Regions from separate parts of the Mus musculus genome. Here region 2 is linked to region 1. The links are chromatin contacts, called in public HiChIP or PLAC-seq maps. All regions are on one chromosome and are shown on one strand. Each heading gives the region's core, a stretch centred on a gene start, on an enhancer-like site or on the middle of the called end of the contact. The rest is flanking DNA. Distances are from core to core; before and after follow the strand shown. Region 1 overlaps Lgr6 (leucine-rich repeat-containing G protein-coupled receptor 6). Region 2 overlaps Lgr6 (leucine-rich repeat-containing G protein-coupled receptor 6).

Evidence for each region. HiChIP or PLAC-seq counts read pairs in DNA pulled down with a chosen protein or histone mark.
Region 2: an H3K4me3 HiChIP or PLAC-seq map of craniofacial prominence shows a contact between it and region 1, with 2.5 times the contacts expected there. The contact joins two enhancer-like sites. A contact is called at or near these places in 1 of 39 promoter capture datasets (the SN4741 cell line), 19 of 484 Hi-C or Micro-C datasets (the CH12 cell line, the G1E-ER4 cell line, Sertoli cells and 11 more), 10 of 115 datasets of contacts at active chromatin or transcription factors (the 230-238 cell line, craniofacial prominence, effector CD8 T cells and 6 more) and 1 of 9 other capture datasets (liver).

What each region holds. Positions count from the first base shown.
Region 1 is chr1:134,985,216-134,989,161 of GRCm38.p6, reverse strand. Lgr6 (leucine-rich repeat-containing G protein-coupled receptor 6) reads left to right here. Exons shown (of 18, transcript NM_001033409.3): 18 at 971-2,809. The coding sequence ends at 2,226. Among named protein-coding and RNA genes, the nearest start is that of Ube2t, 25 kb to the right of the region's middle. Within about 2 kb of position 1,396, at least 128 of the 459 cell types and tissues checked have an H3K27ac peak or open chromatin away from gene starts, as enhancers often do. A contact at or near this core is called in craniofacial prominence, where this site is marked.
Region 2 is chr1:135,081,851-135,085,650 of GRCm38.p6, reverse strand. The region is part of intron 1 of Lgr6 (leucine-rich repeat-containing G protein-coupled receptor 6); the gene reads left to right. Among named protein-coding and RNA genes, the nearest start is that of Lgr6, 22 kb to the left of the region's middle. Within about 2 kb of position 2,005, at least 32 of the 459 cell types and tissues checked have an H3K27ac peak or open chromatin away from gene starts, as enhancers often do. A contact at or near this core is called in craniofacial prominence, where this site is marked.

The sequences.
Region 1 (3,946 bases), core at 147-2,646:
ATATTTTCAAATTTCCACCTATTATTTCATAATCAGAAAAATGTTTTCTAAAATAGCTCCCACAGAAATCTGTTAAATTCCCCAGCCACCTAGCAATACATTGAAAAACAAGTCTAGAGCCAAAGGAAATGAAGAAATACTATGCCCAAAAGTTACAAGGTGACTTAAGAATAGCATTGGGGAAAGAGATGGAAAGACGCCAGGATCTGACCAATCTACTCTGGGGTCCAGTTGGAAAATTTGAGAAGTTCAAAGTATTTTTTCTTTGTTTTTAGTTAGGGTCTCACTATCATCTCAGGCTAGCCTCACACACATCCCCTCCTGCCTCAGCTCCCTAAGTGTTGAGATTATAGATGGGAACTGCTATACTTGGCAAAGTTTTCTATATTTCGATTATGCCCTTTGTCTTCCAAATACTGATTGCACGATAAACATGAAGTGTACTCAAAGCAAGGGAGAACCAGCCTAATAAGTCTACTCAGGACTTCTCGACCAACCGTGGAAATGTCAATGATGGCTTGGGCAGAGTCACCACCATAAAGTAGTTGACTCTGGACAGCGCCTCACTCTGCCTTTGCTCTCGCCTGAACGTCTCTTCGCTTCTGTCGGACAGTTTGTTCCTTCTATCTCTCCAAATCGTGTTCCTTTAGGAAGACTAAATTTCTTAGCATTTCCTCGGGTCTGGGTTTGCACTGCATCACGCATCTATTTCTGTGTATTTTTCTTCCCAGCTTCCTCTTAGTTCTCCCACCCCATTTTCGGGAGGTTTTTTTTTTTTTTTTTTCCTTTCGGGAGGTTTTTGTTTTGTTTTTGTTTTTTCGAGTTTTCAAGTCTCTATTTCTGAGACAGAAATTCTCTCCTGTTGGTCTCCTTTGAGTTAGGAGTTGTCTGATCATGGCTTTACCAGTGAGCTGGGTTCTGGCAGCTCTGGCTCTGGGCTTACATCTATCTCTGCTCCTCTCTCACACAGGCCCCTTCAAGCCCTGCGAGCACCTCTTTGAGAGCTGGGGCATCCGCCTTGCTGTGTGGGCCATCGTGTTACTCTCCGTACTCTGTAACGGGCTGGTGCTGCTGACAGTCTTTGCCAGCGGACCCAGCCCGCTGTCCCCCGTCAAGCTTGTGGTGGGTGCGATGGCAGGCGCCAACGCCCTGTCGGGCATTTCCTGTGGTCTCCTGGCCTCGGTGGACGCCTTGACCTATGGTCAGTTCGCTGAGTATGGAGCCCGCTGGGAGAGCGGTCTGGGCTGCCAGGCTACGGGCTTCCTGGCTGTCCTGGGTTCAGAGGCGTCGGTGCTGCTGCTCACACTGGCGGCCGTGCAGTGCAGCATCTCCGTGACCTGCGTCCGAGCCTACGGGAAGGCGCCGTCGCCTGGCAGCGTCCGCGCAGGCGCACTGGGATGCCTGGCGCTGGCCGGGCTGGCCGCAGCACTGCCGCTGGCCTCGGTGGGAGAGTATGGCGCCTCCCCACTCTGCCTGCCCTACGCCCCACCCGAGGGCCGGCCGGCTGCCCTGGGCTTCGCTGTAGCCCTGGTGATGATGAACTCGCTCTGCTTCCTGGTGGTGGCCGGCGCCTACATCAAGCTCTACTGTGACCTGCCACGGGGTGACTTTGAGGCCGTGTGGGACTGCGCCATGGTGCGCCACGTGGCCTGGCTCATCTTTGCAGATGGCCTCCTCTACTGCCCCGTGGCCTTCCTCAGCTTTGCCTCTATGCTGGGCCTCTTCCCTGTCACCCCCGAGGCTGTCAAGTCAGTCCTTCTGGTGGTGCTGCCTCTGCCTGCCTGCCTCAACCCACTGCTCTACCTGCTCTTCAACCCTCACTTCCGGGATGACCTTCGGCGGCTCTGGCCAAGCCCTCGGTCCCCAGGGCCCCTAGCCTACGCTGCAGCCGGTGAGCTGGAGAAGAGCTCCTGCGACTCCACCCAAGCGCTGGTGGCTTTCTCAGATGTGGATCTTATTCTGGAAGCTTCTGAGGCTGGGCAGCCTCCTGGGCTAGAGACCTATGGCTTCCCTTCAGTGACCCTCATCTCCCGACATCAGCCGGGGGCTACCAGGCTGGAGGGAAACCATTTTGTAGAGTCTGATGGAACCAAGTTTGGGAACCCACAACCTCCCATGAAGGGAGAACTGCTGCTGAAGGCAGAGGGAGCCACTTTGGCAGGCTGTGGCTCTTCCGTGGGTGGAGCCCTCTGGCCCTCTGGCTCTCTCTTTGCCTCTCACTTGTAAATATCCCTCTCTGTTTGTCCTCTTCCCGTCCAATGATGGCTGCTTATAAAAGAAAGACAACTCCAACTCCATAGCAAGATGGCCAACACCTCTGACTCCATTGTTCTCTCTCCACGACCCCTAACCAATGAGTGCTTCCAAGTCTTGCTTTGTCTTGGCCTTCAGCTTCACTTTCACCCTGGGCCTTCTCTGTCCAATCCAATACTTCTGACAGAGGCCTGGGAAATTTGCATAGGAGAAAGGAGAAAAGCAAAAGACAGTGAAGGTTATGGGGCCCTGACAGAGCCATGATCAGTAAGTGCAGAGTGATGGGGAGGTCTCACAGAGCATGACACTGGAAGACAACTACCAAAGACATTGGAGAGTCTCCCCTGTGACATATAGAATATAAAATGTGTTTTGTGTTCCATTAATCTTGACCTATGCTGTGCCAAAGTGCTTCCTGTTAAAATACACTTTGGAAGACATTGCATATTATGTCCCTTTCTTAGAGTCATGGGGTCATGTTAGTGTCTAAAAGGTCCTGAGAATTAGGACTTTTTGGCTTAATTACTACAGCAATTAAACTTAATTATTTGATGATACCTATATATTTGCTTTTCATGAAACACTTACAAATCTCTCATAGAACTTTATGGTTTTTCTCCCGGGGAATCATCTTCATACCATGGAGTACTACCCTATGACATCATAAGATGCCACCCTCTTTCAAAGCCCCTATGAAGCCAACCTGGGGTGAAGTGCCAGAGGTGACTGATGATCCGTCATCCAGGACAGATTTTGCATTCTGCTCCCCTCCCCACCTCACTTATCCTACTGGAACAGACACCTGGAGGAGCCTGCCCCATCTCCAAGGTGGGGCGGGGGGAAAGAGACCTTGATGTGTTCCCACACCACACCGACCCCAAGCAGTAATGAAATTTCTGCCCTCAGCAAGACAGGATTCTCAGGTCCTGGTAAGATATACACTGAGAAGTCTGTGGTTCTCTGGGCTTCCCCGAACTCTATGCTAACTTTGTATGGTTTTACATTGTATGCATCTCACTATGGCCTGGACCTCTCTTCTCATCCCAATCCTGTTACTGGTAGGGATGGAAAACCCAAGAGAAGGGATATTTGTATTGTGAATATTGCATTTTAGGGAGTGCTGTGGCTATCTGGGACTCCTGGATGCCCCCAACAGGCCTTTGATTCTTCTGCCTCTCTCCTCTTGATCTTTCTTACCCTCTGCTTCCCCAAGTGCAGTTGAGGTTCTATGCAGTGCCTCCGCCTCACTCCAAACACGGGAATTCAATCTCAGAGAGAGGAGGTAACAAGTGGGGAGAAGCCAAGACTCAGCAATAGACGATAATTGCTCCTGGGATTGCCCCCAACACCATTTACCTAGAAAGGACCAAGTTTGGATCCTGAAGCCCAGTGGAGCACCATTCTCTGCCTGAATCCTGTTGTGATCCCTAGCCAAGTCCTCTTTCCAAAAACTCCACCTTTAAAACAAGCTGAGAAGGCCCTTCTCTAAGTTTAATAGTTAACTTTCCATAGCTTAGCTTCTCTGCGGTCTCCTGAGTGCCCAGTGAAAATTCTGCCATAGGTCAACAAGTGAGGTGGAGAGATGAGTCAGAGGCCATGCATGGAGCTCAGAACATTTCCAAACCTCCTGTGATTCACTGAGTAGCCCCTAGACTCTAGAAGGCTCAGAAGCAGAAAAGGATGACTTTATTAT
Region 2 (3,800 bases), core at 756-3,255, 96 kb before region 1:
CGAATGGGCAAGGGTAGCAGCGCACAGAAGGCCTAAGGGTCTGGATGGAGCTCAGAGCGCCGGAGCCGCTCCGTGGCAGGCGGGGCCCCAGGGGCGGGGCCCCAGGCGCGGTGCAAGCAGGTGGGTCGGGGTGATGGGTGGGGGTTTGGGGAAGGGCGCGAAGCTCCAGAAAATGCCACAAGGTTCCGGGAAAGGAACCCCAAGATCTCCCGCACAGGTGGCGCCCTCCTGGCTGTTCTTGTCTCCAGGTGCGCCCGGGCGCAACAGAATTAAACCGCGTGGGTTCTCCTAGCAGCGGCTGTGTGATCTGGGGGCCGAGTGATATTTCCCAGTATCCATTTCCTCCTTTAACGTAGGGACAATGTTCATTCCCTTGCCCGTAAAAAAAAAAAAAAAAGTCGAATTAAATGAGACCTAGAAAGTGCCCGTGTTTTGGGTGGGAAGAGGGAAGGCTGATGCGGTTGGGGGTGGAGTGGGTCAGGCGGCAGCAGAGGCAGCTGTCCCGGGTACTCCGGCCAGATTCAGACTCAGTTTGAACAGGCCAGGTTGGCCCGCCCGGGAGGGTGTTGGTGCCGTGGTGCGGTGGTTCAGTGTGTGTGACACAGGCGGGGCGGCAGGGTGCAGCTAGGTGAAGGTTCTCCCCAACCTCCCACTGCTGTCCCGGACTGCCACTATCTTGCTCCCTATCCACTACTGAAAGCCCAGGCACTCCTCCTGTCCCGGATGGGGGTAGTTCCATCTGTGTGAGCACAGCTAAGGACCATGGATTGGGGGCCTTACATTAGTGTTCCACTCAGACACTCTGGGGATAAAGAGCTCAGGACAGTAGCCTCATCTGCGTGAGACTCCATCCCTCACCCCTCGCTGTTACTGTTGCTGCAGCCCCTCTAGCTAGGTTTTTTTTTGGGGGGGAGGGGGAAGGGGGGTTGTTTTGTTTTTCTGTTTTTGACTCTGCTCAGCGCTAGTTGTCGAATCTGGTAGTAGAGTCAAGACACAGGGATTGCCCGGGCAGTTCTTCCTTCATAGAAGGCTGTCAAGGCCGCCTCAGTGTGACCTCTCTCTCTAAGCCTTAGAGTCAGTCTAAGGGGTTCTAGTATGCAAGGGCAGTTAGATTTTTACACCCATGCAAAGCACCTCACTACAGAGCCATGATGGCCTTGTAGCTAGAGCTAGAGATCAAAATAAGGGCCAGAGCAGAAGCTGGTAAGTTGCAGGACCTAGTTTTGCAGGACTCAGTGGGTTACCCCTCAGATGACAGCAGTGTTGTAGGGCTAGAAAATGCTTCAGTGATTATGAGTGCTTGCTAGCCACTCTTCCAGAGGACTTGAGTTCAGTTCCCTGCCCCTACATCGTGTGTCTCATAATTGCCTGTAATACTCCTTCTTCTGACCTCTGAGGTCACCTACATACAGGCACACAACACAGAGAGACAGACAGACACACATATACAGACATGCACATACAGACACAGGCACATAGATGCACACACACACAGTCAGACACACACAGAGAAAGAGAGACAGACACACATACACAGACATACACATACAGACACAGGCACATAGATATACACAACACACAGAAAGAGACAGACAGACAGACATACACAGACACAGAAGCACAAACACAGGCACACAGACATATACACAGACACACAATACACACACAGACACAGCACACACACAGAGAAAGAGACAGACAGACAGACACACATATACAGATTTAGAAACACAGGCACACAGACACACACACACACAGAGAAAGAGACATAGACGGCACAAGCACACACACACACACACACACACACACACACACACACACAAATAAAAACAAAACTTAAAAAAAAAAAAAGAAAGAAAGAAAACGGACCTCGAAGCCGGCATGTGCGTGTGTGTGGCAAGGACAGAGAACTGGGCTCTGTGGCGGAACTCCCAGACTGTTTAGTGAGAGCAGCCACAGGAATGTGCCATCGGAGGGTAGGAGATGACAGCTCCTAATCAAGGACAGGATCCTGTGGCTTGCCCATGTGACTGCAGCCTCAGGGACCAGACTCAAAAAGCCACAGGGATTAGTCTGAGAAGCCCCGTGACTAAAGTCCCAGCCTTAGGCCTGGCCACTTACGCTTTAATTGTCCGCTCTACTGCCATTGTCTTCTATAGACTTGGCTCTTTAAGGACAGGGCACACACATTGCTGGGCTCTGTGGTTTCATCACTGAGGACAGTGCCTGTATGTTGCAGCCAGTTACAAATACTTACAGTGAAGACAGAGCTGCACGACTAAGTGGCTTGACCAGAGCTCTGGAGCTGGGGGGTGGGGGTGGGCCGTGAGGCTCACAGGTGATGTCTGCTGGCTTACCGCGCACCAGGCCTTGTTTAAGCTCTTTACCATCGAAGAGGGCAAGGCAGAGACAGGTGAACTCACTTACACAGAGTCTCAGGGCCTGCGAGAGTTCAGTCTCACTGCAGCAGGGCTGTTGCCGAGCCATGAAATGCCACAGGATGATGGGCTTTTCTAGGTCTCGCAAGGAAGAAGGAGCCAAGAGGGGCAGTGTGCAGGCACTGTGCAACCCATAGACCATGCTTTGCTCCCAGGAAAGGTCACCTGACTCTGAGTACCGCTAGGAGCAGCTCCCTCTGCCTTATCAAGGGTCTCAGGGAAGGGCAAAGGGGGCAGAAGTCATACGTTGCAGTTAACTTTTGGTGGCACTTCTGCGTGGAGTTTTAGGCCCTGAGGATGGGTCTAGCTTAGCAGCTTCACGAAGGAGTGTTGGGTCAGCTCATTTGGGATGGGCCTGGCTCCTTCCAAAGATATCGCCCTGTGGTTCTGAGGGTTAGAACCAGCCACAAGCTCCTGCTCTTCATTCTTCTCAGGTGCCCAGGCCCCCAGCTTGCTGCTGCTGTGACATGGTATCTCTATCTTCAGAGAACCACCATGTAGCCCAGGCTGTCCTAAAACTAACTCTGTAGTTCAGGCTAGCCTCAAACTCCCAATCCTCTTACTTTTTACTCCCAAGTGCTGGAATTATAGGAGTGCACAGTAACCACCACCACAACCACCACCACCACAACCACCACCACCACAACAACAATAACCACTAAAACAACTGCCACCACCACCAAACCCATTCTGTAAGAAAAAGGGGAAGCCCGGGTATAGTGGTACATCAAACCACAGTTTCTTGTATCTAGCAATTTTGAGAGGGAGGTATCTCTCCAGTTCTCTTGTCCTTGGCTTCCTATCTGTGCCACCCGACTTTGAGGCAACCCACAGAGGTCCTGGTGATGTGACAAGTAGCATGGTCTTTTAACCACAAGTACAAACAAAATCGTGTGTGTCTATCTCACCTGAATTTTAGTAATGTCTCCTTCCCTTTATCCTAGCCCCACCTTAATTAATTAGGCCACCTGTTGATGCCTTGGGTTTCCAGCTTTCTCCCTGGTACAATCTGACTTACACAAAGGTCTTCTTTTCCTGGCTGTCTCCTGGGAGTCCCCTTCATAGTACTCCAAACCCTTGCTAGCCCTTCAGCCTCTCCCTTCCTCACCCTGCCCGCTCTTTTTTCCCCCATCAGGGGTCCTCCTGGCACTGTTAGGCAGGCTGGGAGGCATTGTTACCAAAGAGGGAGCCAAGAAAAGACAAAACAAAGCAAACAGACATCTATTTAAAAGCACAACATTGTTCTCACATAGGAGTTTGTGCAAAGCCCAAGAGAACAATCTGTGCTGCTATGTGGATAGAGAAATACATTTTCCCGGATGGAAGTAACTCCCTGGTTTGGCAATTTATGAAAACTGCAAA